Linked DNA regions of Sus scrofa: regions 1, 2, 4 and 5 are each linked to region 3. The links are chromatin contacts, called in public Hi-C and HiChIP or PLAC-seq maps. All regions are on one chromosome and are shown on one strand. Each heading gives the region's core, a stretch centred on a gene start, on an enhancer-like site or on the middle of the called end of the contact. The rest is flanking DNA. Distances are from core to core; before and after follow the strand shown. Region 1 holds the start of MAP4K4 (mitogen-activated protein kinase kinase kinase kinase 4). Region 2 overlaps MAP4K4 (mitogen-activated protein kinase kinase kinase kinase 4). Region 3 overlaps CREG2 (protein CREG2). Region 4 holds the start of RPL31 (60S ribosomal protein L31). Region 5 overlaps MAP4K4 (mitogen-activated protein kinase kinase kinase kinase 4).

Region 1 (5,100 bases), core at 1,421-3,920, 330 kb after region 3:
ACTCCCTAGAAAAAATTTATCCTGTTCTTCCTTTAACTATAGCTTTTATGAAACAGTCTTACACCCATTAGCAGATTATAAGCTGTCTGAAGGTAGGCTGTCCTGATCTTTCCTATATCTTGGGCAGTGGCTAAGTCAGTGCCTTGCACTGGGGCAAGAACTTAAGAAAAGGTACTGAACTGAAAGTGGGAAATAACCATCACAATGGTGATATGGGAAACAGCAGCTTGGGAGAGAGATTTAGAGAAAGCTTGTAGAGATGGTTTCTGGAGTTCCCTGGTGGTGCAGTGGGTTAAGGATCCAGTGTTTTCACTGAAGGGGCGCTGGTTACTTCTGTGGAGAGGGTTCAGTTCCTGGTCCTGGAATGTCCGTGTGGGCATGACCGAAAAGAAAAAAAGAAAAAGGAAGAGATGGTTTCTGAATTGATCTTGAGGTGATGAAGAGAACTTGGTTAGGCAAAGGGCGTGGTGTGAGGTGGGCCTCAGTGTCATGAGGTTAGGATTGAGTCTTGAACCCATGGACAGAGGCTGGCTTGGGGGGCCTGTATGTTTCTGCATTAGGTTCAGCTGTGAATACTAAGCAAGTCAATTGATTTCTTTGGACGCTGGTTTCCTAATGTGTAAAGTGGGAAAAGTAAGAGTATCTACCATTTGGGACTAATGTGAAGAATAATCAAATAGTATATGTAAAGGATTTAGCACATTGTTTGGACCCCATATGTGTTACCTATTATTAATAGTAAATACGACTAAATTATTATTATTATTTTTATAGCCCAACCCATGGCATATGGAAATTCCCAGGCCAGGGATTGAATCTGAGCTGCAGCTCTGACCTAAGCTACAGCTGCGGCAATGCCGCTGGATCCTTTAACCCAGTGGAGCCAAGAATCCAACCTGCACCTCCACAGTGACCGGAGCTGCTGCAGCTGGATACTTAACCCACTGTGCCACAGTGGGAACTCCTAAAATCTTATTACTAGTACTATGGTCTGAAAGGTCATATGTGCACCAGTCCAACTCTGTGTAAATTATTTATACTCATAGATAATTCCATTGCTGTTGGTAGATTAAAAAACAACATAATTTAAAAGCACTACTAAATTCATAGGGAGACTTTGGCTACTACGATTTTCCTAACCAATGGATTCTAGGACTCCCTGAAGATATTTTAGCCTGTTGAGAAATTCTCAATAGTGGAAAATCTTGGAAACCAAACTGTTGGGAGGCAGGAGAGTGCTAAACATTCTGGGTAGAAGACTAATTTGGCTGAGTCAGAGATTTGGATTTTGGGGATAGGCTAGTGAGAATCCCCGTGCCACTTCCAGGCTTAAATGCCTTTAAGGAATTTAGAAAAATTCCTTCTCTTTCAGTACTTGAGTTTCCTCTTCTCTAAAATGAGGATAACATCATCCTAGGGCTAAAGGAGAGATTAAATTGATACTACATGTAAACCAAGAACTGGTAGATAATGATGGTCGTGTTTGTGAAGCCTTTCTGGAAGGGCCTTGGGTTTTCATCCAGTGCGGCTCCAGTTCTCAAAGTGTGATCCGTTGCAGACTCCGGAGGTGGGGTCGGCGGTCAGTGTTTTTCCAAAGGTGCGCTCACGTTTGAGAACTTGTATTCACAGTCTGGCAGGTAATAGGAAGCCACGGAAAGTTTTTGTCAGTGGAGTGATGTGACACAAATGACCGTTGGGCAGACCATATATTCTTGTTTAATAGGATGAAACTGCCTAACTGCTGCCTGGCTGCCAAAGCTGCCGGAAGCAGCCAGCTTTGATGGATCCTCAGTGATCTCTAGGCACTAAACTTGGGTTAACACTTCTGGCTCCCAATACGGTGCTCACCTTTACTGAGCGAGGTACTCAACACAAGGCAATTAGAGGAGCTGTTTGAGATTCAGTTTCCAGCGAAAGTCTCCGGACCGGGCAGCCAAAACAAATGATGCTCCGTGAATCCCGAACCTAACCAGGTCCTCGGTGTAGCCTGGAAAAGGAGAGAAAGGACAAGGAAACCAGGTAGGGAAACCGGAAATGAGGGTCTTAAGCGACTAGAACCCGGGGGTGGGGGAGGGGATGGGAAGAGCGGGGGCGAGGGCGCCTGGAGGACCCTCCTCCGCGGGGATCGCGGCGGAGCCGGGCGCGGCGGGGCGGGGCTCCGGGAGGGAGGAGTCGGCCGGCCCTGCGCCCGGGGGTCCGGGTCGCTTTGCCTTTGTCGCGGGTGCTGGAAGGGCGTGCTCCCCCTCCCCCGCGCCGCCCCGAGACCCCGGCTCCCGCGCGGCCTTTGTCCGGGCCCCACCCCTGTTGAATATTCACGCCGCGCCGCGGACCCCCCCCCCCGGCCCGGCTCCAGGCGCGAGCGCGCTTCCGCCCGCTTTTCCTGCCGGAGGAGGAAAGGGGGAGCTGTTGGCTCTCCTCAGAATCTCTTTTCGGTGTCCCGTTTCTCCTCCTCCCCGCCGCCACCGCCCCCCGCCCCCCGCCTCGCGCCCGCCTCCGCCTCCGCCTCCTGGTCATCTTTGTCTGGCGGCCTCGCGCTCCGGGCTCCACTCTCGGCGGCGCCGCGGCCCCTGCTCCGGGCCGCTCGTGCAGGCGCGCGGCGGGGCGCGGGGCCGGGGCCTGAGGCGCGGGCGACGCCCGGGGGCCTGCCGGCCGCCCCGGCCATGGAGTGAGCGCCGCCGCCGCCCGCCGCCCGGCGCCCGAGCTTGCTCCCGCCTGCCGCCCCCGGCCGCGCCCGCGGGCCCGCGCCACCCGGCCGGGCCTGCGACTCCGAGAGACACACCAGAGACGAATTGATTGTGGTCGATTTGGGGGTGACGAGAAGGGAAAATGGCGAACGATTCCCCCGCGAAAAGTCTGGTGGACATAGACCTGTCCTCCCTTCGGGTGAGTGGCCGCCGCGGGGCCGGGGGACCGGGAGCGGGGCGCTGGGAGCCGGGAGCGGGGCCGCGCCCTGGCCGGCCGGGCGCTCGGGCGCCGCCGTGGGCAGATCCGCGGGCGCGGCGGCCCCTTTGTCTGCCCGAGTCGGCGTGTGCGGGGTCCGGGGCGTGACCCTCCGCCTGCGCCGCCGCCCGGACCCCGACCCCGCGCGCCCCGGGCCCCTATCGCGGCCCCCAGTTGCCGGCCACCTCGCGCCGGGCGAAGCCCACCTCCTCGGTCACCGCCCTTTCTCTCCCGCTGCCCCGCTTCTTTTATTCATTGTTGTGCTGCTTTCCAACGCTCACCCATCCTCCTCTCTTCCTTAGGATCCGGCTGGGATTTTCGAGCTGGTGGAAGTGGTGGGAAATGGCACCTATGGACAAGTCTATAAGGTCGGTGCAGGCGCCTCCTTTGTTTCCCGGGGACGGGTTGAAACTTCTGATCCGGGGACGACGGGGAGGGTGATTGGACACGCCGCCGCCCGGAGGCTCAGCCGAAGTTGGAAGAGGGGTCCGGCCTCGCCGTCCCGCTGTTTTCAGCAGAGTTTATATTCAGACTGGCCTTAAAAGACCTCATTTCTTGGCTCTCAGATAAGGAAATAAGCTCCACTCTTAGGCATGCACCTTTTTTTTTTTTTCTTTTTCTTTTTTTTTTTTCAAGGAAATGGGAAAGCATTTTTGCATCAATCTACATTTTTTTTTCCCCCCTGTCTCTCCCAAATCTGGCCTTCTGAGTTTGTGTGTTAATTAAAATTCTGGATAGGCAGGCCTCGCCTGTGATTATCCTAAACCACTGCTTTGGCCTCCTTGAGAATCGTCTTCGTGTTTCCTCGTTTGAATCCTGGCCAGGCGCTCAATGAGGAGCAGAGTTTGGTGGTGTTACCTGGGAGTACTCCATAACTACCATACATTCTACTGACGGGTACATGTTTTGGGGAGTCAGGAGGGATGTGTGTTTGGGCAATAGGAGCAGGAAGAATTACAGTGTGAGGATTATGCACTCTAAATTCCAGGAATAACCTGTTTGACAGGTGTGTAATTGAAACAGAAAAGAGGCAGAGCCTCTGAGCAAAGAGGATGCCCAGATTTCACACCCACCCCAGGTCTTTCTCTAACAGCACCCCCTCCCCCCACTTGCCCCCAACAGTAAATGAAACTAACAAATCTGAAGACTTCCTGGACACCAGATATGACTAGCCCTGCTGTTCTGGAAATGAGGGTTAGCTGTAGGTAATTGAGGGGGAAGCCTTGAGAATTTGAAACAAATGTGAAATTCTCCCCAGTCCTGATTTGTTTCTTATTACTGAACAGCTTTCTCAAAGTTATCTGCACTGGGGGTGTTTTGTAGCCTGTTAGAGTGTTGTAGCTGGGTACAAGATTGGGACAGAAAAAAAATATCTTATGAAGCAGGGCTTTGTGGTTGGCTGTGAAGAATTGTCATTGTCTCATTAAAAATGGACAGGGGGGGGAGGGAGTGTGTGTGGGGGGGTTGGAAGCTGACTGTAGACCGTTTTCTTAGGCCAAATTAAGTGTGGATCCTATTGTCTCTTTTCTGCTTTGTGAATAGGGCTTATCTGCTTCTCCAAGGCCTCTCCCCAGCCCTAGCTTCCCCTGGCCTGGGCTGTGTACTGGCCTGGGTTGTGTACTGGCCTGTGGCCTGAACTTGAGTCTGTATTCTTAGGTGATCTCTAGTGAATTAGCATGTGTTTTGTTGGTTAACAGTTGGGGCCTCAGCCAGATTTTTGAATTTGAAAGGGAGCCCTGTTAACGCAGCCCGCTGGGCTCAACTGAATTTGGAAGCCTTTGGAAAATTATGGAAAAGATTGTGTTGCAACTCCCCGAGTGGTCTGCTCACTGGCTTAAAAACATTTTCCGGAGCCCCAGTGTTTGTTTAAGCACCGGTAGTTTTTTTCTAACCCAGTTTTTCTGGCTTAATCTGAGTGTTGAGTGTTGTCTTCCAAGTGAGTTAGCCAGAACTTGTTTTGACCTGGTTACACAGTAGTTGGATTGTTTGTGTCTTCTCGGGTCAAGGTGGGTGTGAGTGCTGGTGAAGTAAATTAGAAGCTGACTGTCCTTTTTTTTTTTTTTTTTTTTTTTTTTTAATCGTTAGAATAAAGAATGAGACCTGAATGTGTCCTCATTGGTTTAAGAGTTAGGAATTCTTTTTTTTTTGGTCTTTTTGCCA
Region 2 (4,553 bases), core at 769-3,268, 440 kb after region 3:
ACAATGATCACAGCTCAGGGTCACGTGGAGTGAGAGCCGTCAGACACAGGCAGCATCCACTCCCCGGCTTGGTAGCCTCGGGACAGAAATTCCTCGAAAGGAAGCAGAGTACATGCAGGCCACACTTGAGAAGATGTGGCTGCTTAATGTTTGCTGCTGAGATAATTCTAGAAAAGTGTAAGAAAGGGGTTTGTGAAAGAGAATAAAAAGTGAACTGAAGGAAGACAGTAGGAATGAGGGAAGCTGCAGTGTGTCCCCCCCACCACCACCTCCTGCATTATGCTGGATGGGGGGACTTTCTTTCCCACTCTAGCACGGAGCTGCCATGTGCTTTCGGTGCTTTGTGGTATGACACCACCCAGCCGGGGAGGTGGGAAAGGACACTGAGCCATCAGGTAGGCTCTGTTCTATTTCAAAGCAGATAGTAAATGATTTTAGAGACCCTCCGTGTTAGGGAAATTAGTGTTCTAGGGCAGCCATTGTGTTTAATTCATATCCTTCAAAGTAATAATAACAATAAAACCCCACAAAAAATTAAACTGGAAAAATCAAACTCTTATTTCTGGTCAACCCTTTTTTGCACTGTGGCATTTTGGAGTTAATAGGCTGCTTGTATCTGAAGGAGGCAGGCTATAGATTTGGCTTCTCGAGCTAAAGATAGAGCCAGTGCATGAGTTGTGAGAATGACGGCTTTTTGTCTTTCTGGCCATATTTGGAGGCGAACTCCCACCACCTCTCATCAGAGGCATGCTCTGGGCTTCCTTCCAGATACAGGGGCATCAGAAAGTGCTCCATGCCCAGTAGGATTTACATCCTTGGGAAAGAAAGATACTTTATTTAAATATAAAGCTCTTTTGATGGCAGAATTGTTTTACACGTGGGGTGGATCACTAGTTAGCAATTTTTTTTTTGCTCTTTGGTGGGAAAACCAGGCAGGGTTCAAGGGCTAGACTTTAAAGCCCACCTTCCCTTTGGCTTTCTCCCGGGGCACATGTAGTTCATATAGGCCCCCTGATCACCCACTGCAAGACAGGCATGCAGAGTGGGAAAGGAACCACCCTGTACACAAATAGCCCAAATTACAGCAGCGACGTTGCAAACCGTCATCTAAAAGCCAGTCTTCAGGGAGCAGCAGGAAAGTGGTCACCCCTCCCCCACCCAGGCCCCGCCTCACTGGGATGGGGGTGCCTCTCTCTGCTTGGGGGCGTCACTGGTGATTGTTCCTGGAAATGCACTGACATTGAATTGTACGTTCTCAGGACGGTTCGCAGAGACTTTTGGCCTGTGTGTGCATTCAGTTATTTATACTCAGAGTGACAAAGAACCAAATCCAGATCTGTCTTTCTTGCTCAGGGACTGGCACATCTCCACATCCATCACGTGATTCACCGGGACATCAAGGGCCAGAATGTATTGCTGACGGAGAACGCAGAGGTGAAACTTGGTAGGTGATGGGCTCGCCACGTAGTCCGGTGCATGCCCCCCGGCCAGCAGCCTCCGCGCTGTGAGCGTTAGCGGAGAACGCTGGCGCTCCCCACAAGGTGCTTCTGTCTTGTGCAAGAGGTGGGAGCTGGGCTCCCTGAGTGGCCCGGCTGCCAGACCCCTTCCCCATGCTCCTGGCTCACCCAGAAGTCCCTCCTGGGGGATCGCAGTTGGGAAGTTCGGGGGCGGGGGTGGCGGTTTCCAGGCTTCCCGGAAACTTTCAGGCTGGTGGAGCGACTTGCTGGCTCTACTCTGGAGAGGAGGCTCCTCACCGTGTGGGGGAAAGCTCGAGTGTCTACACAGGTTTACTCTCAAGGCCCCTGTTCTGACATTTCTCCACCTGCTTCCTCCTTGTGTTCACTGTGCACCTCTTCCTATCCTTCACTGCCACAGTGGACTTTGGCGTGAGCGCACAGTTGGACAGGACGGTGGGGAGGAGGAACACGTTCATAGGCACCCCCTACTGGATGGCCCCCGAGGTCATTGCCTGTGACGAGAACCCTGATGCCACCTACGACTACAGGGTAAGGTGCTGGCCCTGCCGTTCCGGGTGGGGGCGGGGAGGGTCTCTGCCTTGGCATGTGTCCTTTTTGTCCCCGCCCCCTGTGCTGTATCAGTGAGAACTGCCGGGGCACATCTGCTGGGACAGTATTTTGAGCTTGTTTTGGTCCATTCTACATCACCTCCGTTTTGTCACTAAGTGAGATGCTGCTTTGATGGCAGGGCAGGCTGTGGGGGTCACTCTGCTGTTTGTAGAAATTTTTGTCCAGAGCAAATTAAATGCTTCTGCCCTGTTTGCTCTTCTTTTTATCTTGAAGAGTAGATTATAATCAGATATTATTTTAAAGATATTGTCAGTATAAAGCAATGGCTTCATCTGTATGAACTTTGTTGTTGAAGAGCATTGCAGCTTTGTCTTGGTCCCAAGTCTATTTAAACTGTTAGAGTGACCTCTAGGGACTGGTATCAGTAATGCACCTTTTGATCCTGATGTAAACTCCCTCTTGGTCAGACTCAGGTTGAATGTGTTTATGGAAACTACTTTTAAAAAATTCTCTTCCCTTAATTAAATGAGAGTGGTTGATGTACTTATTAGTGATTTTCATAATTAAGTTCATATCTTAACACTTGCCGGTGTATTTAGGAAAATTCTTAAAATGAGCAACTTTAGGTAATTTGTTTGTTAGGATAGCTTCTAAACCAAAGAAGGCTAATGAGGGTAACTGTCAGCTAGATTTTAGAAAATCTTGTTTGGATTTTAGCAAATTGGCTGATATAACTTCATCTCTCATCCAGTGTATATTGAGTGCCTAACACATGGTAGTCATAATTCTGGGGAAACAAAGGTGAATAAAAGAGACAAAAATGCCTGCCCTCATGGAATTTACATTGAATAGGAAATAAAGTTAAAATTCAGGTTTTAAAATTAATACAGAAAGATTGTGTGGAGGGAGCCGTGCAAGTCCATTTAGTGCGTGAGGGTGGCTTTTATTAATTCAGCTGTGGACCTTCCATAAAAAGTACTGTCTAACTTTTAAACCTTTAACCTCTTAGTTAAGTTTGAGATCTTATCAGAAACCATAAGAACAAACATCGATCTGGGCTAGAAGTCTAAATCATTGAATACTTGTGAAGAAATGAAGCAGCATTGAACTGTGAAGCCTGCAGTGGGCAGGGAGAGAGAAGCTGTTATGGGGGCCCTCTCAATTCCATCACAGATACCAGTGGTTCCCGTTAACAATCAGCTTTACCTTTATTGCATCATTGGTTCATTCATTTGGAAGGTATTCTTCCAGATATGTTTGTGCTTTTAATTTCCTGGCGAACTGCCCTTTGGTTTATGCCTCAAAGGAGGCATTTATGTTATTGGTGTGTATGATCAGCAGGGGTGAGTTGGTGCCCTCACAGCTGAGATGGTGGCCTAACGTCCTGCTTTGTTCTGCAGAGTGACTTGTGGTCTTGCGGCATCACGGCCATTGAGATGGCAGAAGGCGCTCCCCGTAAGTAGCCTGTGTTCCTTTTTAGCCCAGTGGTTCTGTGTAGCTTAAACCTAGTCTCAAGTCTTCTAAAAGGCTGGCTTCATGGATAAAGCTGCTCCTGGTAGGGTGGTCAAATGAAGGAATCATAAGTCCAGTGGAGTTTCTGACGTAGAGGGAATTTTTGACCTGCATTATTCCCTTTGAAGATTTCCCTGAGGTTCGTCGGTTACATTATGTTTTATTTAAGTTGTAATCAGATATGTGACCTGCAATTATTCTGACATCAGATAATAGGCAGTAAGTTTTCTTTTTACAGTTGAAACTTAATATTTATTGAAACAGGTCCTAACAGGCAATTTCATTATTACTTATGTTTTGACTTTGTAAATAGAGGGATAACTTTTTATCTGTAGAATGATTTTCTTTTTTTGGGGGGATTACCTATGAAGTTTTGCTTCTGCTTTGGATTAAATCAATGACAGCTTCATGAAATTGAATTTTATTCAGTGATGGGGTAGAATTGCGGAGAACAAAGGGAAATATGGCCTTTTCTGCTGGTCCCCCTACCCCCCTTTAAAAAAAGGTGTACACAGAGAATGTATAACTGTCCAATGGATAGTTGCTGCTGAGAAGTGTTTGTTGAATGAATGAAAAAAAGGTGTATCCCACAGCTGAGGATCAGTTTGTACTCCAGCAGTGGCTGTCTGTCTTGGTCACCTTGTGTCCCCTGAGAAAGTGCTGCCTGGCCCTTTGTTGCAGTTTTCTTTCACAGTGGGAATGGTACTTCCTTTTTCTTTGGCCCCCATTTCCCAGCTGTCTTGTCAGGTCCTCATGAAGGTGAATCAACACACAGAAATGCCTGTCATGACATATTTGTGTGCGCACGTGCACCTCAGGTGCTTCATTGTGATCGGAGTGCAAATGTAATTGCACAGACGTGAACAATTGCAGCGTCCCGTGCCCCCCCCCCCCTTTTGCTCTTTCGTGGTGTCACTAGCAATAACAACGAGCATTTCTGGAGGACGTAGTGCTCACTGTGTCCCAGGCATTATGCAAGGGCCCTGCCAGGCAGCATCCACATTAATCCTCACA
Region 3 (5,228 bases), core at 1,064-3,563:
ACTCAAGCCCAGCCAAGACTCACATGGGGGCTCAAACCCCTGGTCTTTTCATTCAAATCACACGCCTGGTCCCAGGACTTAGCGAAGTTTAAGTTCTTTGTCTCAGGGCAGAAGGAACCCAGCAAGAGGCAAAGTGATAGGTAAGAAGTAGATTTATTGAGAGAGAGACAAAGTGAAGGTCTGGAAATATGTGGTGGTGTGTTTTTATGGGCTGGGTAGTTTCATGGGCTATGAGTGGAAGGATTATTCTAACTATTTCTAGGGAGGGGTGGGGTTTCCAGGAATTGGGCTACCACTCACTTTTTACCCTTTTATGGGTGGCCTCAGAACTGTCGTGGCACCTGTGGGCATGTCCCTCAGCTGCTAATGTGTTACAATGAGTGAATAATGAGGCTCAGGATCCACTGGGAGCAGAATCTTCCACCATCTTGGACCTAGTGGGGTCCAACCAGTTTTATGGGACAATAGTTCTGTCATCCTTTTAAAAATTGTGCCCTTTCCCCTTCCCTCCTCTTTCACTGTCATGGCCAAGCAGAATCCTCAGAGGTGGCTTTTTGGGGACGCTGAGCCTACCATCTCCCCAGATTGCCTGCATTCTGAGTGAAGACAACTTGCCTTTCTATTAACATTTGTGAATCTGATTTTGTAAGCAGTGAGCAGAGGGCCCTGATTGGACAATAGGTCCAGAGCATGGTTTTATTAAAATATTATATGATGACCTGGGAAATGCGAGACATAGTCAGGATAGAACAAATGCTTTTTTCCTCCACGAGAAATTAAGCGATCACTGCCACAAGCATTTCTGTTATGTTGAAAGTCATGCTAGTCGGCATCAAACAGCCAGATACTTCAAGAAAGGAGGAGCTAAATGAAGGAACTTAGCAGCTGGAGGTGTTGGAAGGGCTGTGAGTATCAAAGACCCAAGAGGCAGTGGGGGGTCAGGAAGGTGGGTCTGGGGGTGGGGACTGTGGCAAAAGCTCCCACTGCCTGGCTGGAGTCCACATTTGAGTTATATATATATTTTTTGGAAACATTACTGAATCCAAACAAAAATTCGATGCTGAGAAAGACGTAAAGAAGCCTGTTTGGTGGTGGTCCAGAGCATGCCTCTGGAAGTCTGGGTGCCACTGCCAACCTAAAAGCGGCTCCTCGTTATTTTCTCCAGCAAAAGATATGGAGGGAGGACTTACTAGGGATCAGGAGACAATTGCCTTTTGGGGTCTGCAACCCTTGCAAGTCAAGTGCAAGTCCCTGCTTGGCAACGAAGGAGAACTCTTTTATAGCTGGGAAGAGGAAGTCGAAATGCATATAATAAACATGTAGCCCCAGTCATTCCATTGGCTGAGTTGTTTCGCCACAAAAGAAGAACCTTTCTTCTTCCTCTTGGGTGTTTTCTTCCCACAGCGTGAGAGCGCCCCCTTCTGGTCTCCTGATTCCATTTAATTGCAGTTTAATTGCAGTTTCATTAATTTTTTATAGCTGGGAGACTCTGGTCAGGTTATCACACTTGGCAATTAGAATTCTCCTACCTCCCAGGGTTGGTGCCAGGGCTAAATAAGGTACAGTTTGTGAAGAGCTAACACAGGGCACTTAGTTAATTCTCCACTGATTTACAGTCCTTGCGTCAGCTGGAAGCTGGTCCTGTCTGAGCCCGAGGCCACGCCAGGGATGGCCATTCACCAGGGGTCAAGGACAGAGGACAGAGAAGGAAAACTACACAGATCTGACCCAGCTCTCCTCCAACCCCGTCAAGCATTGAGAAGAGGGAGAGGAGGCTGAGTTTAGACGGTCCTGGGTTTAGCACCCACTGGGCTTCCTACCTGGTCCTGTATCCCAGGAATGCTGGTCTGAGAGCTGCTGGACTGCTGTGGTCCCACGTGGAAAACTGAAGCCTTTTCTTCCTTGCAGAGCGGACGTTAAAAACTAAATGAGATTTTTTTTCAAAAAAAGTATGTAAAATACCTAGCTCATAGGACGAGTTCAATTACAGTAACTGCTGTAATTAAATTATAAATAACTAAAATATAAATACTTTAAAATAATTAAAATATCACTATTAAAATATAAAGTATTTTTGTGTTTGTCTTGCCATTATGTCCGGTAAAACATTGTATTTTCAAAGGAGAGAGCGCAGTGTGTGTGTGTGCGAGGACCAAGGATACGTCGCTGACCACGACTGGTGGCTCCGGGCTGCATTTTCATCCTGGCCTGGCATCCTATCCAGGCTGGACCCTGGGTTCTTTCTCGCCTCTATTCTGGTCCGAATAAGGTGAAGGTCCCAGGCATAGCCACCAGGTGGCGCCAAGGTCCTTTGCTGCGGTTGCTGTGACGAATTGCCAGGATTGGCAGTTTGGTCAGAAGTTCTGGGAGGGTCAGTGGCTCATCTGGAAGTGGGCAGGAGTATGGAAGACCTCAGTGAGGGGCAAACAGGCTAGAGAGGAGAGTCACAGACCAAGGAGGATCAAAAGAACACCTACCATGAGCCACAAACCTGCCGAGTGTGAAATCAACTCCCTCAAGTAGCTCACAGCCTTGCTGAGGCGACCCATGGGCACATGACCAACATACACGTGAAACTAGTGAGACGTATTGCTACCATTTCTTTAGCCCTGGAGGTGTGTTAGTCTCTGTATTATAATTACCCCCATTTTACACAGGAGGAAACAGATGCAGATGAGGCACTAATTTCCCAAATTAACAAAGCTGAGAAACAATGGATTTGTGCTTCGCCAGTCTGTTTGAAAGGCTGTGTTAAGAGTTTTACACACCATTACTCCTCCAGTAAAACAAGGCCAAACCAAACAGCTCTGCTCCTTTAAAACTCATGACTTTCGGTTGACCTCAGCGAGAGCTGATGGCCACGATGGCAGGACACTCCCCAAGACCCTCCCGCTGCCCCCCCACCTCCCCTCGTCCTCCTGCCCCCTCCTCACTCTCCATGGCATCTGACGCACCCCACACACTGCCTTCTGGTGACCCACCCTCCTTGCCCACCTCCACAGCCTGGTCTTTGCCATCACCAATGCTGTGCTCTGGAGAGCACTGGTCTGCACACTTTGTTTCCAGTGATCCGGCTTTCCAGCTGGAGGTCTCAAGAACGCCCCCTGCAGGCAATCATTACTGGGTCCCCTGATGCCCAGCTTCTCTGGCATTACCCTCTCCTGCCACCCCTCCCTCAGATCCTTCCTTCCCTCCCTCCCTGGATTAGTTGCCACAATGCAATATATCAGCTACTCTTTTGTTTTTAAAACAGCTGCAGAAATGGTGGGTGACTTTATCAGGGGCAGGGATTGCCATGTGGTTCCAACAGCAAACAGTGGGGGTGCTGAGGATAGTGGCTGACTTGATGGAGCAGAATCTCCCAGACGTCAGTGGACAACCTGGCTTCAAAACCAGGTTAGTTATTATTTGGGAAACATAAGCCTCCTGAGGGATGGGCCATGTTCTCTGCTGTGATCTCAGCATGGTGTCGGTCAAGTGAGACAGATGATGGCAGAGGAGCTGCTTAGGGCTCTGGAGCAGGAGAGAGGGCGTGGGGTGTGTGTGTGTGAGGGTGCCTGAATGTCCAAAGTGCAGCTTCTGGCTCTGGAGATGAGCCGTTCAGACCTGGGCGTGGGAAGGAGTGGAGGTAGGGTGGCCAGTCCACCCTGGTTTGCCCTGGAATTTTTTTTCTTTGTTTTTTTAGGGTCGGGACTGTGGCATATGGAGGTTCCCAGGCTAGGGGGTGAATTGGAGCTACAGCTGCCGGCCTGCACCACAGCCACAGTAACGCAGGATCTGAGCTGTGTCTGTGACCTACACCACAGCTCAAGGCAATGCCGGATCCTCAACCCACTGAGAGAGGCCAGGGATCGAACCCGAAACCTCATGGTTCCTAGTCGGATTTGTTTCCACTGCCCCACGACGGGAACACCTGCCCTGGAATTCCTGATGCCACCACCGAGAGTCCTGTATCCAAAGATGCCTCAGTCCTTCATCTGAGCCAGTGGGTCACTCTCTGTCTTGTCTCTAAGACAAGATGATCTCTGAGAAGCCGGAATGTTGGTGGATGGTCTGTCGAAACTTTAGGGTTGGTCACTCTCATGCCATCTTTTGCCACAGTCTTAGGTGGACCCCGAGGCATGTTTTCTCATCAGCAAAAAGGAGTTTTTTGGTAGCTCTGAACTCTAGGAATAACAACCATGCTAAGAATGGCAAATGCTTCCAAGAGTGGAAACACCGAAGTGTGGACACAGCAGCATTTTCCAGGCTGCAAATGAAGTGCATTGTACTCGGGCCCTTAAAAAAAAAACCGTGTTGGGGTTCCCGTTGTGGCTCAGCAGGTTGAGAACCCAACTAGTATGCATAAGGAGGCAGGTTCAATCCGTGGCTGCACTCAGTGGGTTAACGATCTGGTGTTGCCGTGAGCTGTGGGGTAGGCCAGCAGCTGCAGCTCTGATTCGACTCCTAGCCCAGGAACTTCCATGGGCCGTGGGTATGGCCCTAAAGAGAAAAAAAGATCATGTCAATGAAAGTCACTCAGCTGCTTCTTTGCTTTCTTTTGGAAATTTAACTGCCAATTTATTGTAATAGCATCTATTTTCTTAGAAATCTAATAATGCCAACTTCTAACAGTACATGAGAGGACTGTGTATAAATATTATAAATTTATTTAATCAAGCATAGAGATCATATCTGGAATGAAATAGTCTTTGGTTAAATAGACTATCTAGTTTTGAAAATAGATTTTACACCCCACATGCAGCACACAGAACAAACCATGACCTCACGACAATTCAAATTTTCTAACAATTGACTTGTTATGAGCCATCAAATAAGCATCGATCAATTATTCTAGAGAGGTTTTATTTTCAGAACAGTATTTGATGGTTAAATGATTAAAAATGAGATACAAGTTTCTGGAAAAATTATAGAAATACATCTCAACCCCAAACAATTCTTTAATAATGAGTCAATATATACACAACAGAGGGAAACATGTGACATCAGAATTACACTCTCTATGTCAACATCATGGAAAGTACAATCGTGGTAATGAAAAACATGGGGGGGGGTAGCAGGAGAGAGCTTATTCCTAGAAACAAAAGAAGAATTCTTTCCCAGGCTATTTAGAAGAGGACTTGGAGATAACAGTTCTTTGCCATAAACCTCAGTAGGGAATGGCTGTGTACAGACATGGGTACGTCTATACACCTGTAGCTTACGTATGGTGTTTATGCCAGAAACTG
Region 4 (5,175 bases), core at 693-3,192, 320 kb before region 3:
ACAAAATTGCTTCAGTTTCTCTCCTCACTTGATGTGAAGCCTGACAGTTTTAAAGTCAGCCATCAATAACCTAGAGATATAACTAATTTAGATCCCCTAGAGAAATGCCATATGTAGCTTTTTTTGGACACATACAAGGCACTTCATACATTGAACTTTATACAATGCATATGACCAAGACAAACCACAGTATACTTCACTTCTCTTAGCATAACATGGTTGATTCAATAGCTGAAATATCCAGCCTATGGTATCTGTGGAAAAGCTTTAGTTTCTTGGGAAAAATAAAAGCTCATTAGAAACACTACAAGAAAATCTCCTTAGGATTTTTGCCTAACCAGACAATGTCCAGTTATGGGAGAAGCAGGGTAACCTGTTAGCATATTCACTAAAGTAATGCATGCCTTAAAATGTATACTCCAATGTTTATACACTTAAAAGTTCCTGAATTTAATTCAGTAGATGACTCAATATCCTTTAAAACCAACTGCCCTCTCCCAATGTCCCCATTTTTTTCAGTGGTGCCATGACCCACACATCGACACAAACTGAAAATCTTTATCCTCCACGCTGGTAAATTCATTTTTGTCAGAGGGAATTTTGTACCTGGAAAGATATCACCACTAACTGTAAGTCATGTAATGTCCAATTTATTGATCTTAAAAAGGTATCAATTAGCATTCTTTTAACCATTACACTGTCAACATTTCCCATATTAATCACATACTACCTAAACAACAGATGAGTCGATATTTAGGAATTTACAAAAAAAAATTTCCCCAATTATGAAAAGAGATTACAGATAGAAACACTCGTAAGAATTTAATTCAAATCTCAAGTCTGATACAGATTTAAGAGTTCTAAAAAGGACCCACAAAATATAACAAAATTGATTATCTTTACATCAGAACTGGCTGCAAGGTGTGAATATCACAGATTTAACTTTGTCTTGTATTTTATTCCATGATCATTCTCACGCCTTCTCAATGGTCCAGTTTTAACATACATTTCGAGGGCTCCAGTTAACTCAGCAAATAAAATTTTACACCTCCCTAGGTTTAAGGACCTTACCATACCCACGCTGCCTGCAACAAAAGAATGCAATTTCTGACCAACTTAAGGTCCAGAGTTGTCAACCCATCGGTTTGGCATGGGGATCTGGGACGTGGCTACGCGGTCAACTCACACCAGACGTGCTGGCGTCAGATTCCTCACTTTTCATTTCCAAAGTCAGATTTCTCTCTTTTCATTTCCAGGTGTTGGGGAAAAGTGCTATTGCTATTATGGGGCCATTTGCGTGTGATAGAGCTGAAAACAAATACTGCTTTAAGGTCATGAAATCACACTGATTTCTTCGATGTAAAAGTCGTATACAGTATTTTACTCCTTTCCAAGGTGATTTGTCAACTACTCTACTAACGGTGCTTCCAAAACTGACATTTCATATAGCCAATTATAAACTGTCAATTTTAATTTAAAAATACTTATTGTGCAAACCTTTCCTCGGCCTCCTCCTCACTCCTAGCCCAGCCACCCTCACCCACGGCCCGCGGCTGCACAGCAGCCTCCGCGTGAGGCTCCCGGGTACCGGGCTGCGAGGACGCCGGTTCGCGAGCCCGCCCTGCTCGACGGGAGCATCTCCAGGGCCACCAGCCTGGCGTACAGGTTCAGGCAACGCTAGCCTGGCCGATCGCTGAGAGAGTGGGAAAACCAGAAAAGCATCTTCTCGCCTCGCCTCGGTCCGCTCCTCCTGGGGGCCTAGGTTCCGGCATCCTCTAAAAGCCCTTGTTAGTGCGCAGGCAGCTGGAACGCGGCGGTAGGAAACGACGCAGAGAGGGCGACGTTCGAGCGCGCGGCCGCGGCCCGCTCAGGCCCCGCTCAGGCCCCGCCCTCGAGACAAGCTTGCATTTCTTGCGGCGCGCGCCGTGGACGTCACAGCCTCTCCCCCCGCCCACCCTTCCAGGTGACCCGGAAATTGTACTTGCGACGCCGCTTTCCTTCTCCCACAAACCCTTGCGCTCTTCCTTTCCAACCAGGGCCGGGGAAAGTGAGTATGGGTGCTGGCTCCCAGCTTGAGGAATCCGGCGCCATCCTCGCCTGGGATTGTGTCGAATGAAACAGGGGGCTCTCTCCTGAGCCGACCTGGGCCTCCGCGTTCCAGGGGCACGGGAGTCTGCGTTGCGTTTAAGGGCTCCCGGAGCCTGTGAGGGAGAGTGGCCGGCTTAGGAGAGCCGGGGCTGCAGGGGGTTCCGGGGGCGGGGGCGTCTAAGGGCGCAGACGTGCCGTGGCCCGCCGGGCTTTTCCCAGACGTGGGCCTTCAGGGACCTGGCCGGACTCTCTGCCCCTGGAAGCGTCCCGAGGCCAGGCCGGGAGGAAGGACTTGGCTTGGGTTTGTCCCACTCACTCTGAGCCTCCTTGTCGCCTGGGTCTAGATGGCTCCCGCAAAGAAGGGTGGCGAGAAGAAGAAGGGCCGGTCCGCCATCAACGAGGTGGTAACCAGGGAGTACACGATCAACATTCACAAGCGCATCCATGGCGTGTGAGTAATGCCTGCGTTCGGCCAGTGTCTTCTGACCGCGCGGGGTCTAGAAATGAACCGTTTCTTCAAGAGCCCAAGTCTTTACTGCATAGACCTTATCGAAGGCTGTTTGTAGGGTTTAAAGCGAAATGGAGGTTAACGCCTAAATAAGGGTTCTGGGAAGCCTACTTGGGGAGATGCGGTGGTAAATCGATGCTACTTCTTGCTGTGTTGATCGAATTAAACCCGGCAGGTCTAGGGGTGAGACGTGTGTGTGAGGATGAGTAGACCTTTTCACTGTCTCCAGAGTCCAGTAAAGTCAACCAGGTAACTAAAAACGCCAGGTCCGGCCCAGAGTCCGAACATTGCAATGGGGTAATTTTAGTTCTCCCACCCACACAGCTAAGTACTAAGTAATATTGGTCCAGTTGTGGTGCTGGATGTGGAAGTTCTGGAGAGGCCAGAGAAGAAAGTGTTCTGAAGTTAGCGGGCAGTGGTTTGTGGAGAAGACGCTGGCTGCATATGTGATATACAAGGACGTTGGGAATGACTGTGAATGTCGTAGTTCTTGATTTTCCTCCCTGGGGTGTGGTTTTTATAGTTCTTTGTTTATTTTTATTTTGTCTTTTTAGGGCCGCACCCGGCATGTGGAAGTTCCCAGGCTAGGGGTCCAATCAGAGCTGTAGCCACCAGCCTATACCACAGCCACAGCAACGCAGGATCCGAGCCTGGCCTGCAACCTACAGCACAGCTCTTGGCAACGCTGGATCCTTAACCCACTGAGCGGGCCCAGGGATCGAACCTGCCTCTTCATGGATGCTAGTCGGATTCGTTTTTAGTTCTTGAGCTTTGTGCGTGTTCCCCCTTTTATGCACACGGTGCTGACTAGTAATAACAGACCAAATCCATCGAGTGCTGTTATTTGGAGTGTTTTTAAGAGCCAGGGTGGTGCTGCAAAATACTCAGGCACCAGTCTGGGGAGCAACTTGTCTGGGCATTCTCATCTCAGGACAACTGATTTTCGAAAGGGATTTAAATGTGTGGCACTGTCTCTTAGCCCTGGCGTTTCCAGCCAAGCGTTGGCCATGTGTGAAGCCTGAGGTCTCTGGGGGTTTCTGGGTCAACGGTGCCCTTTTTGTGCATTACTGCAGCTTGTAACCACATTCTCTCCTCCCACCCCGTTATTGGGGCACGAATGTGTTCACTGGGGGGCATGTTAAGCACTTAACTGTGTCTGGGGCTCTGCGGATTCACAAGGGAACCAAAGATCCTGCCTTCCGAGTTTCCTTGGTGGGGAAGTTAGGGAAGTATCCAGCTATAAAATGGTAGAAAGTGCCAGATGGTGAGTAAGTCACAGGTGAAAGGGGCGGTGGTTTAAAGGTCAGACAACTGGGAATTGGAAGAGTGGGCTTGAGCCATTGCAGGTGGATGAGATTTGGGGGCATTTTGCCGCAAAGGCTTTAACTGAAGATGTGTGCAGAGCAGTCTTTTGGTCTTTTTTTAGTTCTTACTTGATTGGCAGCAACTGAGAGTCCTTTGTTCATTTTACTTCCCGAAGATTCCATGGTTTTGTTTTTCTTTTGCTTCTCTAGCTGTTCCTCAGTCTGCTCTGTCCCTCCTCACTGCCCATCCTCTTAATGTTGAGTCCAGGGCTCAGGTCCTCCATTTTCTGCCTATACTTGGTAATAACAACTAGTTTTAGGGCCTCACATGCCCAGCTGCTTTTGAAACGTATTACCTGGGTGTTTAATAGGCATCTCTAGCTTTACCTTCCCCCAGACCAGCCCCCTGGGGTCCATCTTCACCCCTGGCCCTCCCACTGCCCCATGGCCTCCCCCCCCCCCCCAATCACTGGCCTGTGGGCATGTCCTCTGGGCTCAGCCTTCCACAATCTGCCTGCGCTGGTCCCTCCACCCAGACACCTGGTCTCTTCTCAAACCCTCTATCGGCAGAAAAGCCATGTTCCTGCTGTGATTCCTCATGAATTGACCACTTTCTTAATCATACCAGGCCAGGCAGTATCTGAGTCTGAGTAGCAGTTTGGTTTTAGTTTCACTTTTTCCCCTGCCTTGGTGTTTTTCTTGCAGACAGCTTGGTAGCTGTCCTTGTCATCTCTGGATCTTGCTGGGGTTTTTTAAACCTGCAGCCCCTTCCCTAATGCTTTCTCCTTTCACTGCTTTATTTTTCTCTGTAGCACTTGATACCATCTGAGTGTCACCCATATAAACCACGTGAAAAATGGGCTTTAAGTGAATGAAGCCAGCTGGCATGATGGGTTTGGGGAGGCTGAGAGGGTAGAGCGAAGGGAGACTTGATAGCACGGCCCCTCCTGTCATTTACAGTGGGGGGATCACCTCTTTACACTTTGGTTTCTGCCCCACTTGGAATAGCTTTCACTTAGCAAATGTGTAACTGATTCAGCCTGTAATAAAGTTTGGTTTTTCCACATTTAACTTACAACATGGAATTCAAAAAGATTTATGTATTCTTATCAAAACCACAGGTTAATAGTGCCTGACACATGCCCTGGAATCTGTAGAATTAACTGTTGCCCTCGACGTATTTCTTGAAACTGGTACATTTCAGACCCCTGCTCTTTAAGACCAAGCTATTAGCGAACTTTTAGTGTTCAATGATTTCCGGAAACATGGCTTGTC
Region 5 (4,957 bases), core at 1,743-4,242, 420 kb after region 3:
TGGAACCTGGGTCTCCTATTCTCACTTGTAGAAGCTTTGCAAGTACAGCGGGTTCTCAGGAGGCTCGTTGAGAGCTACTGTGATCTGGACCTCAGAGGACAGATGGATGCTGGCTGTCATATCAGCCAGAGCAGATTCTGCTGATGACTGGTATGCTTGGGGTCGTGGTCAGTACTTGAAGCGCGTTCCTTGCAGTGGGCGAAGGTGCCGGGCTGGTGCCTGCTGGGGTGCAGCGGGTTTGGGTGAGCGCCCTCCGAATCCCTGGCCCCGCGCTCCTCGGGCTGTGTAAACACCAGGCTCTGCCTGTGGTTGGGCTGGAGAGGCAGGCCTGCAGGAGCAGGCTGGCGCTAGGCCGTGTGTGTCACACCTGGGGGACGAGTCTGAGCCTCATCTGAGTGAGGTCCTGGAGGGGGAGACACATTCTTGCTCTGGCAAGAGGGGGCAAACACGCGTACTCCTGGGATAAAGCGAGGCCTGTGCAGCCCAACAGCTTTCCGTTCCGCAGTTGGAAGGGAGCACGCTGTCACATGAATGTGCTGTTCTTGTCTAGACTCAGAACAAAAGGGAGGGACACAGGCTCTCTGCACTGTGGCCTATTGTTCGTCTTGCCCTTGCTCAGAGGCCAGTCTGATGCTGCAGGCCTGGCCGTTCTGTGCTGGCTCCATCCACGTCAGGCAGCTGGCCACTCGGCTCCTCGCCCTCCCGCCCAGGACCGTCTGTGTACCAGTGTCAGCTGGCAGCTTGAGACTACTGGCCAGGAGCCCTCCTTCAAATGTGCCTTTCTTTCCTTTCCTTCTTCTGTTTTTTATCTTTCTTAACAAAGTACCTTTTCTCCTCTTCTTCTTTTTTAAATGATTTTTATTTTTTTCTTTATAGTTGCTTTACAGTGTTCTGTCAATTTCTTCTGTACAGCAAAGTGATATCATCACTCAACCTTTCTATAGATAAAGGTCATGAGGTGTACCTCTTTATTATTATTAGTATTGTTATACAACAAATCCCAGAAGAAAAGCTCAAAAAATCAATTAGAAGTCGATTAATTTATTTCAGTTAAAAAATATGACAGTGATTTTGAGGATCATCCCAGTGTCCCCCCAGATCACACCCTAATTTTTACCATCACCTCCCTAAATAGACCCCTATGATTTTTTTCTGCGATCATCCCAGTAAAAATTTAGTCTAAGTTGATCTGTTCATGTACGTGTGTCTTTACGCTTTATAGATAAAGGTACTAAGCAGCTCCCTCAACCTTGTAGAGGGTAACGTCCGCCCCCTGAGAACACCTGGTGCCAGTCAGGTAAACATGGACCTTTGACAAAGAGCCAGAGTGAGGTTCGTACCATTTCTAATACTTCTTATTTTAAAAACGTCCCCTAGATAGGGAATTAACCTTCAGTGATACAGTGTAGAGTGGCTGAAGTGACCGATAGCTTTTAAGGGCTTGTGCCAGGCAAGCTCCTGAGTACGTCACAGGAGCTGCTGGAGCTCACAGCCGAGTTGGGGACAGATGCCACCCCCATCACACCTGGACAGGAGACCACAGGCTGAGACTTCCAGCCACGCTTTGCCACTGTGAGCTCACCCCTCTTCCTTCTGAACACCACTGTCCTTTTCCTAAACATCACAGGAAGATGACTTAGGGTTAAGGCCCAACTGCTCCACAAATAGGTACCTCTGCTGGTGGTGATGACAGTGAGACACGTTTCTGTTTTGGATGAATTTATTCTCATTTAAGATGAGGCGTTTCCAACATCTGTCCGTTCTCCTGTTGTGTTCTTGGCTATTTGATAAGTAAATAGGTGGAGGAGGTTGAGGCTGGTTTGGCTGTGTCCTGCAGACGCTTTATGTTTTTCTCACGGCCACACTTGGTGACCAGGGAGATGGGGGCATTGCCCAGAGCTCCGTCGTTCACTGCCAGAACAGCACCCCCACCTTTTTTTCCTTATGCTGCATGTCCTCTGGTTCTCCTGGGAGCATGGCTGCATGTCCTATGCTTGGGATCCAACGTAGCACAGGTAACTGGTCCACAGTGCCCGCTACGTTCCAGGTTTTCAAGTCTGATGCATTGAGCAGGATGTTCTGTGTTTGATGGGCGCTTGGAGAAAACATCTCATAGGTACACAGTATTGGTTTCAGTGTCCAAGAAAATGATAGTAATGTATCATTGCAACAGAGGACTCTTGGGATGCGATCGTGTTTTACAGCTTTCTCATTTTTTTTGGAAATAAAAATATTAAAAATAACCATAGATGTGCTATGTTAATCATAAATAAGTAGCAGTGAGACCTGCTCTTCACTCTTGAATTTCATCCCTCTAGGAAAGAAAATAAAGGAGTCTTTTAAAATTACTAGTGGTTAGAAAGAGGGGGTACTCGTTTCTGGCTTTTGTTTTTAGAATTGTCACTGAACTGATTAAAATGATGTATCCTTTTTTCTCCTTTTTCCTATGAACCTATCATTGAGGCCCATAAATATTTTTCAAGGTGAATTTATAGTTTACGAGCCTTAGCGAAAGTTGGCCCTGTTCTTTAATAGTCACGTCCTGGCTTTTGCTCCAAGACAGTATTTATATCCTTTGGGAGATGAGGCCTTAGAGTTAAATTTAGTAAAGCTTGGATTTCCTCATCTGTAAAATGGAATAGTAGTTCCTACCTCTTGGGCTTTCGTTAGAATCAAAGTTATGTAATAGATGTGAAGCGTCTAGCATCTAGTTTTTACAAGGCAAAGGAGGGCTTCTTTGTTCCTTTTCTTCATAACCCATGACTTTTGCTGAAGGCTTTTAACACCCCCCCAACAACCCCCCCCCCCTCCACCGCCACCAGTTGTTGTGCTCAGGTTCTCTCAGGGCCCTCTCTGTCGTGTCCTTCTTCTGCAAGCTCCTGCCTCCGGTGGCTTCTTTGTCCCCTGCTTGTGGTCACACTGTCCAGTCCTTGGCAACCGCTTTCATCCTGCTCTCTGAGCTATGTCCTGTTGATTCACAGGCGACTCGAGAGCAGTTTCTGCATGGTCATTGCATGCTTGTGTCGTTCTCTGCCAGATTACACAGAGTGGGGAACTAACTCTTAGACTCTCATCGCCTCTCTAGGCTTGTGACAGAGCCCTGCACATGGGTGCTGCTTCTAAAGAATGTCCTGGCAGTTTTAAAGAAGAATTTCCAACATGTTTTGAGCCTTGGCTAAACAAATGTGTATGGATTGCCTTTTATAGTAATGGAGACAGCCTTATTTTAATATGTATGTATTTTTTCCTTTTGCTTTGTGGATTAGAAAAGAAAGAAACGAGAAAAGCTATCGTTTATTCTCAATGGAAATGAGAAATAGTCCTAATGGTTTTGGGCAGATGCAGTTCGAGTTTGTTGGGACTGGAAATGGTGAATGCCTACCACGGTTTCCAGGCCTTTGTTTTTGTTTCTTTAAATGCTGTTCACGGAGTTGCACTAATTCATTCGTTTAAACAGTTACTAAACACTTAGTCTTTTTAATGCTGACCGTTCTCAGATCTAGGGTGGAATAGAAAGATTAATTATGCTCTAGAAGGAGCTATTCTTGATCTCTGGTGAGGAGGGCTCTTCGTAATTGTGGACGAGCGTGCTCCAGGCAGATTCACTTCATGAATTGAGGACATTTTTCTAGTAAAACAAATAGTCGAATTAACAACAACAACAAACCCCAGGAATTTTTGTATAACCTACATCCTAAATTGCTATTTTAAAAAATATGGACATTATTTTTTAACAATTTCATCCTTTCTCCCCACCAGCTTTTTTTTTTTTTTTTTTAATTTTGGGGTTATAAATGCAAATTTTTTTTTTTAATCTTGGTGTTTCCCTTCTTGCTTCCATTCCTGGCAAACATGTTGCAAAGAGTGGGTCTTCAAGAGCATCCTCAGGTTTAGCGGCTCCCTAGGAGGCCTCCCAGGACCTGGCATGTAACTGCCCTTGGCCGCGATGTAGGCACTTCTCCTTTGATGGATGAGAGGCGCTGAGGTGATGCTCCAGGGAAAACAGACCTTCAATTCTTAATTCTTAATGTTTTGGGCTCTATTAAATATTTCTTTCCTGATTTAATTTTATTGCCTAACTGCAGGAGTTGTTTGAAAAGGTCAGTTGTGTAACTCCCCAGATTAGAAATGAGGAACTTGGAGAACTCACAGGCTCCTTGGCGTCCAGTTTCCCTGCTGTTAGGGGTCTGCAGCAAAGACTTTTCATGAAGCGCCCACCCATGGAGAATCTCGCTGTCGCACCGCTGTTGACTGCCATCCTGTCCTGGGGGCCAGCCAGCTTCCTGCTCACCCTTCGCCCTGGGAGCAGGTCCTCCCTCCTCCCTTCTGGAGGGTGGAGGCTTGGGGCGCAGTGTGCGTGGTTGGAAATGCACATACAGTTTTACCCTCTTTGGGGTTCTGTGTGTTTCTGTTGGTGCTTAAGTCCACCCTCCTGCACAGTCGGGTGATTTGGTCCCGGGGTTTGTGACTGTGCCATCTCCAGCAGCTGCTGCTTCGTGCTGGAGGGAGGTGCTGGCTGCCAGGCTGTCTCCAGGCTGCCTGTGACATCACGTCTGATCGATGGGCACAGCTGTGGGGTGTCCATGTGTGCTTGGCAGCACCCACAGCAGACACATCTGCTCTGAGAATGTGCTTATCTCCTGCAACTCTGTGGAAGTGATTTGGTGTATAATGGAATCATGCCAAGGGTGCTTACTTGATAGAGAAGAGACAGCTTATTCAGGAGCCCAAGATGGTTTTCTGTGCAGACTTGAAGATTTCGGTGAATTTCAAGGGTCATTGTCTTACCGTTTACCTGTTAATTGCTTAGCCCAGTGCTGTTGGATGTGTGCTAATTTTCTTCATCCTAAGGTCATTTTGGTAAGACAGCAGAAACATCAGTGAAGACTCTGGGCACTCAGTGATCTCAAAAGGTTTGCCGTGTCTGAGATGTGTTTCTCTGCAGCTCCTGTACAGT

What was found. A called contact is a pair of places that touch in the nucleus more often than the background predicts. HiChIP or PLAC-seq counts read pairs in DNA pulled down with a chosen protein or histone mark.
Region 1: a contact with region 3 is called in an H3K27ac HiChIP or PLAC-seq map of alveolar macrophages. The contact joins the promoter of MAP4K4 here to the enhancer-like site in region 3. A contact is called at or near these places in 4 of 47 Hi-C or Micro-C datasets (embryonic fibroblasts, fetal skeletal muscle, heart right ventricle and 1 more) and 2 of 2 datasets of contacts at active chromatin or transcription factors (alveolar macrophages and skeletal muscle).
Region 2: a Hi-C map of alveolar macrophages shows a contact between it and region 3, with 5 times the contacts expected there. The contact joins two enhancer-like sites. A contact is called at or near these places in 18 of 47 Hi-C or Micro-C datasets (alveolar macrophages, blood, brain and 12 more) and 2 of 2 datasets of contacts at active chromatin or transcription factors (alveolar macrophages and skeletal muscle).
Region 4: a contact with region 3 is called in an H3K27ac HiChIP or PLAC-seq map of alveolar macrophages. The contact joins the promoter of RPL31 here to the enhancer-like site in region 3. A contact is called at or near these places in 2 of 5 promoter capture datasets (fetal liver and liver), 20 of 47 Hi-C or Micro-C datasets (alveolar macrophages, blood, brain and 12 more) and 1 of 2 datasets of contacts at active chromatin or transcription factors (alveolar macrophages).
Region 5: an H3K27ac HiChIP or PLAC-seq map of alveolar macrophages shows a contact between it and region 3. The contact joins two enhancer-like sites. A contact is called at or near these places in 1 of 47 Hi-C or Micro-C datasets (epiblast stem cells) and 2 of 2 datasets of contacts at active chromatin or transcription factors (alveolar macrophages and skeletal muscle).

The regions. Positions count from the first base shown.
Region 1 is chr3:52,647,050-52,652,149 of Sscrofa11.1, reverse strand. It overlaps MAP4K4 (mitogen-activated protein kinase kinase kinase kinase 4), which reads left to right and starts at 2,670. Exons shown (of 29, transcript XM_021087163.1): 1 at 2,670-2,883; 2 at 3,243-3,308. The coding sequence starts at 2,827. It overlaps LOC106509759 (a long non-coding RNA gene), which reads right to left and starts at 3,505. Exons shown (of 3, transcript XR_001307587.2): 1 at 3,222-3,505; 2 at 1,849-1,987; 3 at 181-359.
Region 2 is chr3:52,538,241-52,542,793 of Sscrofa11.1, reverse strand. MAP4K4 (mitogen-activated protein kinase kinase kinase kinase 4) reads left to right here. Exons shown (of 29, transcript XM_021087163.1): 6 at 1,354-1,444; 7 at 1,876-2,006; 8 at 3,428-3,482. Among named protein-coding and RNA genes, the nearest start is that of MAP4K4, 110 kb to the left of the region's middle. Within about 2 kb of position 2,018, at least 13 of the 83 cell types and tissues checked have an H3K27ac peak or open chromatin away from gene starts, as enhancers often do. A contact at or near this core is called in alveolar macrophages, where this site is marked.
Region 3 is chr3:52,977,331-52,982,558 of Sscrofa11.1, reverse strand. CREG2 (protein CREG2) reads right to left here. Exons shown (of 4, transcript XM_003124874.4): 4 at 4,539-5,228. Among named protein-coding and RNA genes, the nearest start is that of RNF149, 52 kb to the left of the region's middle. Within about 2 kb of position 2,313, at least 11 of the 83 cell types and tissues checked have an H3K27ac peak or open chromatin away from gene starts, as enhancers often do. A contact at or near this core is called in alveolar macrophages, where this site is marked.
Region 4 is chr3:53,292,154-53,297,328 of Sscrofa11.1, reverse strand. RPL31 (60S ribosomal protein L31) reads left to right here and starts at 1,942. Exons shown (of 5, transcript XM_005662362.3): 1 at 1,942-2,047; 2 at 2,433-2,539. The coding sequence starts at 2,433.
Region 5 is chr3:52,560,391-52,565,347 of Sscrofa11.1, reverse strand. The region is part of intron 3 of MAP4K4 (mitogen-activated protein kinase kinase kinase kinase 4); the gene reads left to right. Among named protein-coding and RNA genes, the nearest start is that of MAP4K4, 87 kb to the left of the region's middle. Within about 2 kb of position 2,992, at least 25 of the 83 cell types and tissues checked have an H3K27ac peak or open chromatin away from gene starts, as enhancers often do. A contact at or near this core is called in alveolar macrophages, where this site is marked.